Regions from separate parts of the Hordeum vulgare genome. Here region 2 is linked to region 1. Evidence: chromatin contacts called from public Hi-C data. All regions are on one chromosome and are shown on one strand. Each heading gives the region's core, a stretch centred on a gene start, on an enhancer-like site or on the middle of the called end of the contact. The rest is flanking DNA. Distances are from core to core; before and after follow the strand shown. Region 1 holds the start of LOC123445391. Region 2 overlaps LOC123445391.

Evidence for each region. A called contact is a pair of places that touch in the nucleus more often than the background predicts.
Region 2: a contact with region 1 is called in a Hi-C map of leaf, with 2.5 times the contacts expected there. The contact joins the enhancer-like site here to the promoter of LOC123445391 in region 1. A contact is called at or near these places in 2 of 6 Hi-C or Micro-C datasets (leaf and seedling).

What each region holds. Positions count from the first base shown.
Region 1 is chr3H:587,190,335-587,194,479 of MorexV3_pseudomolecules_assembly, forward strand. LOC123445391 reads left to right here and starts at 2,688. Exons shown (of 9, transcript XM_045122369.1): 1 at 2,688-2,827; 2 at 3,071-3,129.
Region 2 is chr3H:587,227,099-587,231,754 of MorexV3_pseudomolecules_assembly, forward strand. LOC123445391 reads left to right here. Exons shown (of 9, transcript XM_045122369.1): 9 at 1-96. Among protein-coding and RNA genes, the nearest start is that of LOC123442126, 13 kb to the right of the region's middle. Within about 2 kb of position 1,438, at least 2 of the 3 cell types and tissues checked have open chromatin away from gene starts, as enhancers often do. A contact at or near this core is called in leaf, where this site is marked.

The DNA.
Region 1 (4,145 bases), core at 1,438-3,937:
CCTGCTGAGACAAGATCATCACCAACCTCCGAGAGCGCCGTCACGCTGCCGGAGAACTCTTCTACCTCTCCGTCTCTCTTGCTGGATCAAGAAGGCCGAGATCATCGTCGAGCTGTACGTGTGCTGAACGCGGAGGTGCCGTCCGTTCGGTACTAGATCGTGGGACTGATCGCGGGATTGTTCGCGGGGCGGATCGAGGGACGTGAGGACGTTCCACTACATCAACCGCGTTCTCTAACGCTTCTGCTGTACGATCTACAAGGGTACGTAGATCACTCATCCCCTCTCGTAGATGGACATCACCATGATAGGTCTTCGTGCGCGTAGGAAATTTTTTGTTTCCCATGCGACGTTCCCCAACAGACTGCCCCAGGTAAACTTTTGAAACCTAAGATACCCTATGTACTACTTTGGTCATCATGGGGGTGAGATTGAAGCTTCATTCTTTTTTTGACGTTTGTATGCATGCCTCGCTGTGAAGATCGGGGAGGAAGAAGATAAGAGGAGAGAAAATACCGCTTCGCTTAATGAGATGGGCCAACGGTTAAGTCACACACATGTGTAGTAAAAGCCCAATTGAATTTGAGCCCATGAGTGCGCCTACACTGTTGAGTCTTGACCTTCCCAATTCCACACATTTTTCATGGACGGACGATCTGAAAAATCGATCACGTGAAAAACTATGTTGATCGTCTTGCTTGAGTGGATACTGCTTGGGCATTTTGTTTTATTTGATTGACCCTGATTTTTGTTTCCATGAAAAGTCCACCCCGGGTAACTTGAAATCCTGGATCCGCCACTGACAACAATAACAACAACAACAACAACAATAACAACAACGAAGCCTTTAGTCCCAAACAAGTTGGGGTAGGCTAGAGGTGAAACCCATAAGATCTCGCGACTAACTCATGGTTCTGGCATATGGATAGGAAGCTTCCACGCACCCCTGTCCATGGCTAGTTCTCTAGTGATACTCCAATCTTTCAAATCTCTCTTTACAGACTCTTTTCATGTCAGATTCGGTCTACCACGATCTCTTCTGACATTATCAGGATGCTTTAGTCGTCCACTATGCACTAGATCTTCTCAAGTCCTGCGCTGGATATGCCTACTTTTGGTACGTGGAAATTCCGTGAGTTAACTATCTTTGCAAAAAAATATAAATCATTTTCCCTAAATTTTCGGTGTGCTCATTACATCTTTTCCTAAAGTTGCCATGTGTTTTAGAGAACAAAACCCTAAATTTGCCATGTGTCCATGGCAACTTGTTTAACATTCGCCATCTTTTCTGTTTAAAGAAGAAATTTCCTAAATTTGCCATGTTCCCAATTACAAATTTTCAAAACTTTTCATCTTTCAGAGAACAAAATTCTCAAACTTGACACGTGTCGATGGCAAGTTCCTAAATTTGCCATGTTTTTAAAGAAAGTAATCCCTATCTTTACCATGTGCCCAATTACGAGTTTTCAAAACCTTTCATCTTTTAGAGTACAAAATTTCTAAGACTTGCCATGTTGGCAAGTTCCTAAATTTTCCATCTTTTAAAAAGAACATAATTCCTATATTTGCCATGTACCCGTTACAAATTACCAAAAGTTGCCATTTGTTTTTGACACAACACTTTTTCTTAAAAAAATTCCATGTGCACATTGCAAATTCCTAATTTTTTTTATCCACATTTGCCATGATCTACAAAGGTGTTTTGTCATGATGTTTTGGACCATTGCATTTTTTTGGGACCATGGTAAATTTTCGTTATGGACCATGGCATTTTTTTGGGATCATAGCAAAATTTACCGGACAATCCATGGTATATTGTCTACCATGGAAAATAATTTTACTATGGCAAAATTTATGGACTATTGCAAAATTATATCGGACCATGAAAATAGAAGTTTTATACTATAGCAAATTTATTTGTTGGACCATGGTCGATATTTTATTAATATTATTTTACACCCTCAACAATTTATTAAGTATATCAAGGTAGTTTTTTGTAGGTAACATTGCACTTATATCATCTAAAACACGGCAATTGTTTTATTTAGATCATGAATATTTTATTTTATTAGATCATTGTAGTTTATTTGTAGGCACCATGGCAATTTCATTATGTACATTATGGCATTTTTATTTTTAAACCATGGTAGTATTATTGTATGTAGTATTGGTAATCTTTCTTGTATTAGACCAATGTCAAACTTAATGATAATTCTGTTTGTCTTAAGTCATGAAAAATAGAAAATCGTTGCAATTTTACTAGGTGCTTGCGTATACTTTTTTTTAACATAGACCATGCAAATTTTGCTAGTTGTACTCAATCATGGCATTTTTCTTTTTGTATGTATGTTTTTGTGTGGTAGTTTAACAAGTAGTATAACATTGCAATTTTATCAGCTAATATATTTTCTTACCTATTTTTAGACATATAGATTCCTAGATTTTGGTGGCAATTTTATTGTAAATATTTTTCTCAGTTTATTAAGTTGGTTTTCTGCATTTGTTTTCTTGGTTTCTACCCGGATGGTCTTTTCCTTTGTCCCTCGTGCTTACATTTTATAAGGGTCGCCTGGTGTTGCTACAAAGGCCCAAAAGGAAAAGCATCCAGGGCTGCTCTTGCCTAGCCCGATTAGGCGAGGGGCCCATTAGGTGAGAGTTCGACAGTCGACACCGCTGCAACGGCGGAACCCTTTGTCGACCCTGCCCCTCTCGCCGAACGGCTCTTCCGCCGACCGATTCTCTCGCGGAGCCCAGGTGCGCCGCCGCCCGCTCCTCCAGGAGGCGGCGCTTGGTGTCTTCCGCCGGTCGATTCTCCCGCGGAGTTCAGGTGCGCCGCCTCCCCATTCCCCTCCTCCGCCCCTTCCCCATCTCCCCCCACCCCCCACCCCGCGCCGCCTCCTCTGCAAAAAATAAATAAATCCCCAATGTCTTTTTATTCACCGGCAAAAAGAATCCCCATCGATGGCGCATTGACCTGGCCAGTCCCCAAAAGTTCTTTGTTTCAAAGGTTGGTTCCGTGTTGCCAGTAGTTCCCGACTCAATCCGTTTTGTTTTTTGTGCATAATCTCAGGTTTTTTCAAGATACGTGGGCTTGGGACGGGCCGGGAACAGCAAGAAATTCAGATTCAGGTAAATACAGCAGTCATTGCCACACCAAAGTTTTCCGGTGGTCAGCATTGGTGGTATTGTTTCATGATGAGATTTATGCGCTGCTCTATGCACATTCCCGTGGTTAAGTCGAGGGCCTTGTTGCATATGTCACATATCATTCAGCAGTATCTGTACTGTAAGGGAAATCCTGTTAAAAGAAGTCCCAATAGATGTCCTTGTTATCGTACATGAAGGGGGCGACGACAGGGGGAGGCCTGGCATCTCTTGATTATGGTGGTTTCAAAGTACATTTCACTGAAACGCGTCTGCTTATAGGATAGCACAAAATCGTGGTAAAGAAGAAGTAAACTTGATAGCCTATGACCCAATCCCATTTTGCAATTCACCTATCAAAGCTCATCTTTCACTAATTTTCCATCTCCACTGAACCTAGGCAAGCTGACAATATTTTCCTGATCAAAATTCCCTAACCCCAATTTGCTTTGGTCTCTCTTGCTAACTAAGCTTTAGGTGACTATTAGGTAAAGATGTAACTAATTGGATGGACATATCATACAATCTATAGATAATAATTAATGGAATGGAGACAAAGTGTAAAAAAAGAACCATAGTCAAAATAATCTGCCTATTTTTACATGATAGACAATTTAGGAACTTAGGATCAACTGTTTGCCCTTGCTTGTAGTATTGCAATCGTAGTAGTAGGATCATGATGCTGCAAATTCCTTTTATGGTCCTCACAGGCCACCCAACGCTTGTGTTTCAATCTTTGTTTTACCTCTGCCTACTTTTTTTGTGAGTACCCTCAATTTGCATCTATCTATATATTAAAGGTATAGAGGGGTTACAACTACAAGAAGATATTCAAAGGTGCCAGATATAGCCACACCACCACCGCAACTAAGGCTAAGGAATGATTCTTGCTTGACTACCATTGCCTACCAACTTTCTCTGTCGGCAGATCTTTGATCTAGTTAATTACATGTGTTGCTGACATGAATTTCTTCTTGAAAACAAATTTCTTTCTTTCTAGT
Region 2 (4,656 bases), core at 188-2,687, 36 kb after region 1:
TTCCTTGCATGATCAGGTTAAGACATTAGGAACACTCTAGTTTCTGTTACTGCTCTCTGCAATTAAATTTACCATCAATAGCCAAGAGTTCTGTTATCGGTGGTCTGTTTGAGAATGGACGTGCTCTAACCTTGCATCATCGTTGATGAAGTTGTGTTTTCCTTTTAATGTTTCAATGAGCTTGTCTTGACGAGCACGCGTGTTCAGACTGATTAGGGGCGCCTGTTTTGGATACGCTGACGTACAAGTTGCTAACATACCTATGCCGATGGCTGCCGTTGACATAGGCCTATCCCAATGGTTTTCGTCCTGTGCCGACGGCATAGACAGTTATTTCGGTAGTGCCCGAGACTACGCCGGATTTTTTTTGTTTTGCTGATGAAACCCTGCCAACTAGGACATATTTCAGTGTTTTCTTTCGAGACCACCTATAGGAGAGCCTTGCATATATATTACCTCATGGAAAGAATTTTCCTTCCAAAATTATATAGGTGCATTTCCCCCCTGCACTTGCAGGGCTTGGTATGCAAAATCAATCAATTTACTAAATTATTCTGTTCGAGGTAAAATTTGATATGTCTCATACTCCCTCCGTTCTTAAATACAAGTCATTTTAAAGGTTTTACTAGGGGATTATGTACGGATGTATGTAGGTACATTTAAGAGTGAGATTCACTCATTTTGCTTCGTATGTATTCATTACTGAAATCTCTAAAAAGACTTATATTTAGGAACGGAGGGAGTATAATGTTATCAATTTTGGGATTATATAATGTTGTCTGGTACATGCTATTCTAGCCATTTCAGAGCCAATGATCAGTGAAGGAGACCATATTTGCCCTTGGCTACTACAGAGGATTTGGAAATATTTTGGGCACCACTGAATTTGGTAAGTTAAGTTTATTTTTCCTTTTTACACATGATACACATGTCATATTATTGCACGAAAACGTACATGTGCAAGCTTTTAGCTCGTTTTTTCACTCGCTTTTGCTACTGCTGCTCTTCTGGCTCGGGAAAGAAACTGGCTAACGGATATTTTAATTTTGAAAAATTGCTGAATTAAAAAAAAGTTTAGGGAGTTTATTTTTATTTTACCTTTTTCTGGTTTTGAAAAAAACATGAATTAAAAAATCTACGTGGATTTGACAAATACTCATTAAAAAAAATATTCACAAATTTGGAAATAAATGTTTACAAATTTGATAAATTTTTCATGAATTTAAAAAACTCACCAATTCGAACATGTGCATGGGTTTGGTTTTGAAATTATTTTAAAAATATTAGGAAATTTTTAAATGGGAAAATGACAAGAAAAAAATCCGATTTGTTTTATAAAACACAGAAAAGAGATGAAAAAAGACGGCGTGGAACATTCTGAACCTTGCCGAAATAAGGAGGAAGGTTTGAGGACGAGTACATGGCTGGCCCATTACCGGAATGCATGAAGTTCTGGGCTGAAATGGATTAATGTCTGGCTGGACTAACTAAGAGGGAAGCGCCGGACATTGCTCCCACAAGGAATCGAACTAGGACCATTTAGCTCGAATGAATCTCGCATAACAATTGTAGCGCGCTATTCATTGCACATACATATTAGAAAAATGTAAACTTTTTTCAAAAACATGTGAACAAAACTTGAAAGCACACAGATTTGAAACAAATCATGAATTAGGGAAGTTCATGCACTCAAGAAAATTCATCAATTTTGGAAAAAAGTTCATTGATGTGGAAAAACAATTCATTAATGTTGAAAAACAGTTCATCAATTTTGAAAAAAATTCACGAGTTTTAAAAAGTTCATTGATTTTGAAAAAAGGTTCATAGATTCTTCCAAAATTTAAAAAATTCGAAAAGATATTCATCAATTTTTAAAAATAAAGTTCACCAGTCCAGAAAAAGTTCATCAATTTTGAAAAACTTCATCGATGTTTCCAAAAAAGTTCATCATATTTGAAAAAAGTTCATCGAATTTGAAAAACGTTCATCGAATTTGAAAGCAAGTTAATGGATTTCCAAAAAAAGTATATCAAATCTGAACAAAATTCATCGTATTTGAAAAAAGTTGATCAAATTTGAAAAACATTCACTAAATTTGAAAAAAGTTCATCAAAAATTGAAAAACAATTTATCAACTTTTAGAAAAAGGTTCACAACTTCATAAAAAAAGTTTAGCAAACCAGAACAGGAAAAAATAAAAAAGAAAGAAAAAGTGGAAGTAATTAAAGAACTAGAAAGATAAAAATAGTCACAAAAGGTTGTGTGGCGTAGTGGTTACTGGTTAGGGCATTGCGCTTAGAAACTGGAGGTCAGCGGTTTGACTCACCACTCCATGCCCACTTCTTTTGCTAACATTTTTGGACACCGAAGAAAAAAAAAATACACAATAAACAAAGAAACAGGCCAGCCCATCTAACGCCGGTTAGGGAAATTTTCCTTTAACCAGCGCCAAATTGGGTTTGCGCATTTTTGGACACCGAAGAAAAAAACATACAAAATAAATAGAGAAACGGGCCAGCCCATCTAACGCGCCTGCAGGCGTTCGTTAGGAAAATTTGCCTTTAACCAACGCCTGCAACGGTCATCTGCTTAAAAAAAGAAAAAAAGAAACAAAGAGTTCGGTCAACAACTAGGACCCGTGCTTGCCTCCGCCGTCACTACCACACACAATCTCCCACCAGCCGCCGCCACTCCACGCTCCTAACCAGCGACCATGGCGGAGGCTTCCAATCGCGACCTCCCGGATGAGATCTTCATCTAGGAGATCCTCGTCTGTGTGCCCCCTAAACCCCTCCTCCGTTGTCGCGTCGTTTGCCGCACGTGGCGTAGTGCTACTTCTGCCCGTGGCTTCCTCCTCGCCCACCACGCCCACCAGCTAACCCTCCCCCTCCTCTACTGCTACAAGCTCAGCGACGACGAGGACGAGGTGGAGTGCCTAGACATCATCCCCTTCGATCACCGGACAGGGCTCGCCGCTGCCGAGCAGATCCAGTCCGCCGTGCGACTTGATCAAGCCTTCGACTTCTTTCTGGAGGCCTCCCGTGACGGCCTCGATCCTCGTCATCTCTCGAGGCAGCATACCATTTTTTTGAAAAGAGAGGGGTTTCCCCCCGCTCCATTTTTTTATTAACGTAGCAGCAAAGCAAACCGAGCTACAAGATCAACGTTTACCACCAACTAAAAGAAAACATCCATTCCACGCAAAACACACAGGTAATGTCTGATGGAGCAACTAAAAACGACAGTCAAACCGACAGTACTAAAAGAATACAAACTGCCTAGGCAAACAGAGAGCATAGTCTTTTATAGCAGTACCCGAATTAGAGAATAAGCGATTAGATGTTCAGATCCATGCTATCCGCATCATCTCTCCTCGGTGTTTGTCAAGAAGGAGGACGAATCGCCGCAGAGTGTTCGCCTGCGCAGCGTCGCAGAGAACCACCCATTGCTGCAAGATCCCTTTTAACTTGGCAAGACCGCAGTCCAGTCCTCTCCATGTGCGTCCGTGGGAACAAAATTCATTCCTCAGTCACCATATGCTCCACAAGGAGGCAACAATTACCAGGTTAAGCACATGTCTTTTTTTGTTAAATTTTCACGAGGAGATATCAGCAAAGCAGTTAATTCTACAGAGATGAAAACAAATCCAGATATTGACGATCAGATACTACTAGCATTGATACAGTCAAAGAACAAATGTTGAATAGACCCATCTTCATTACAAAACAAACGGGATAGATCATCAACTATCTTTCTTTTAGAGCTCTTTTATGGTACCCTAGGAGAAATATGGCACATCCATTTGTGAAATCCAATGGTGGGGAGCGATCTGTACTGCTCCAGTTTTGCTAGTGGAATTGCACGCGGTATAGCTTGCATCGGATCGCTCTGTCCTCTAGTATACGAGTGTTGAGTGCATTTTGGGAAGTAAAAAACTGAGCTGCTGAACCCACAAGGTTCTGGCAGCCGCGACGTGCGCCTGACCACCTATGGCGGATCAGTTGGCTGCCGAGTTAGGCCCTTTTCCTCGTCATCAACGCCCCGCTTCTCTCCCATGTCCCTTCCTCCTCTTCCTCCTTTCGGGAACCGGTCGAGGACTCGCCGCCCGACGTCGCTGCTCTTCTGAGACACCGTCACGCCGGTGCTCACCCGCGACTGCTACCTCCTTGTCTTCGTCTACGTGAAGGTCCATGTCGACGGCGTTGGAGTTGTGCACCCGTCTACTTCGCCGACCTCCCCTCCAGTAGCACACCGCGACCTCACGCCAGTTTGGCCGCCTCGCCCACTTCAGCCCCGCTGTCTCGTCCTCCGTGGGACTGGACCGCTGCTCGGTGCAGGACCTCCGAACCTACGTCTGCTCCTTCCGTTCATCCAATTGCTCCAGTCGCACGCTGCTCCTCCGTGACGGCGGCTGGCCGTCCCGGTCAGATGACAACATGGCGGTTGACATATCCTGCCCGCCATGTTGGATTCTTGCCGCTAATAGCAAGAGCGCGTCTTGATTTCTAGTCGCCTCGCTACAACATGTTCCTTCGCCACCCCGGCTACCTTTTTCCGCCTTGTTTTTGGACCGGGTGGTCGGCAGCGTGGTGCAGGTCTCCCTCGACCGGCCGTGAGGCATCAACATACGCCTCTCCCATGGCTGAGCGCCCCAAC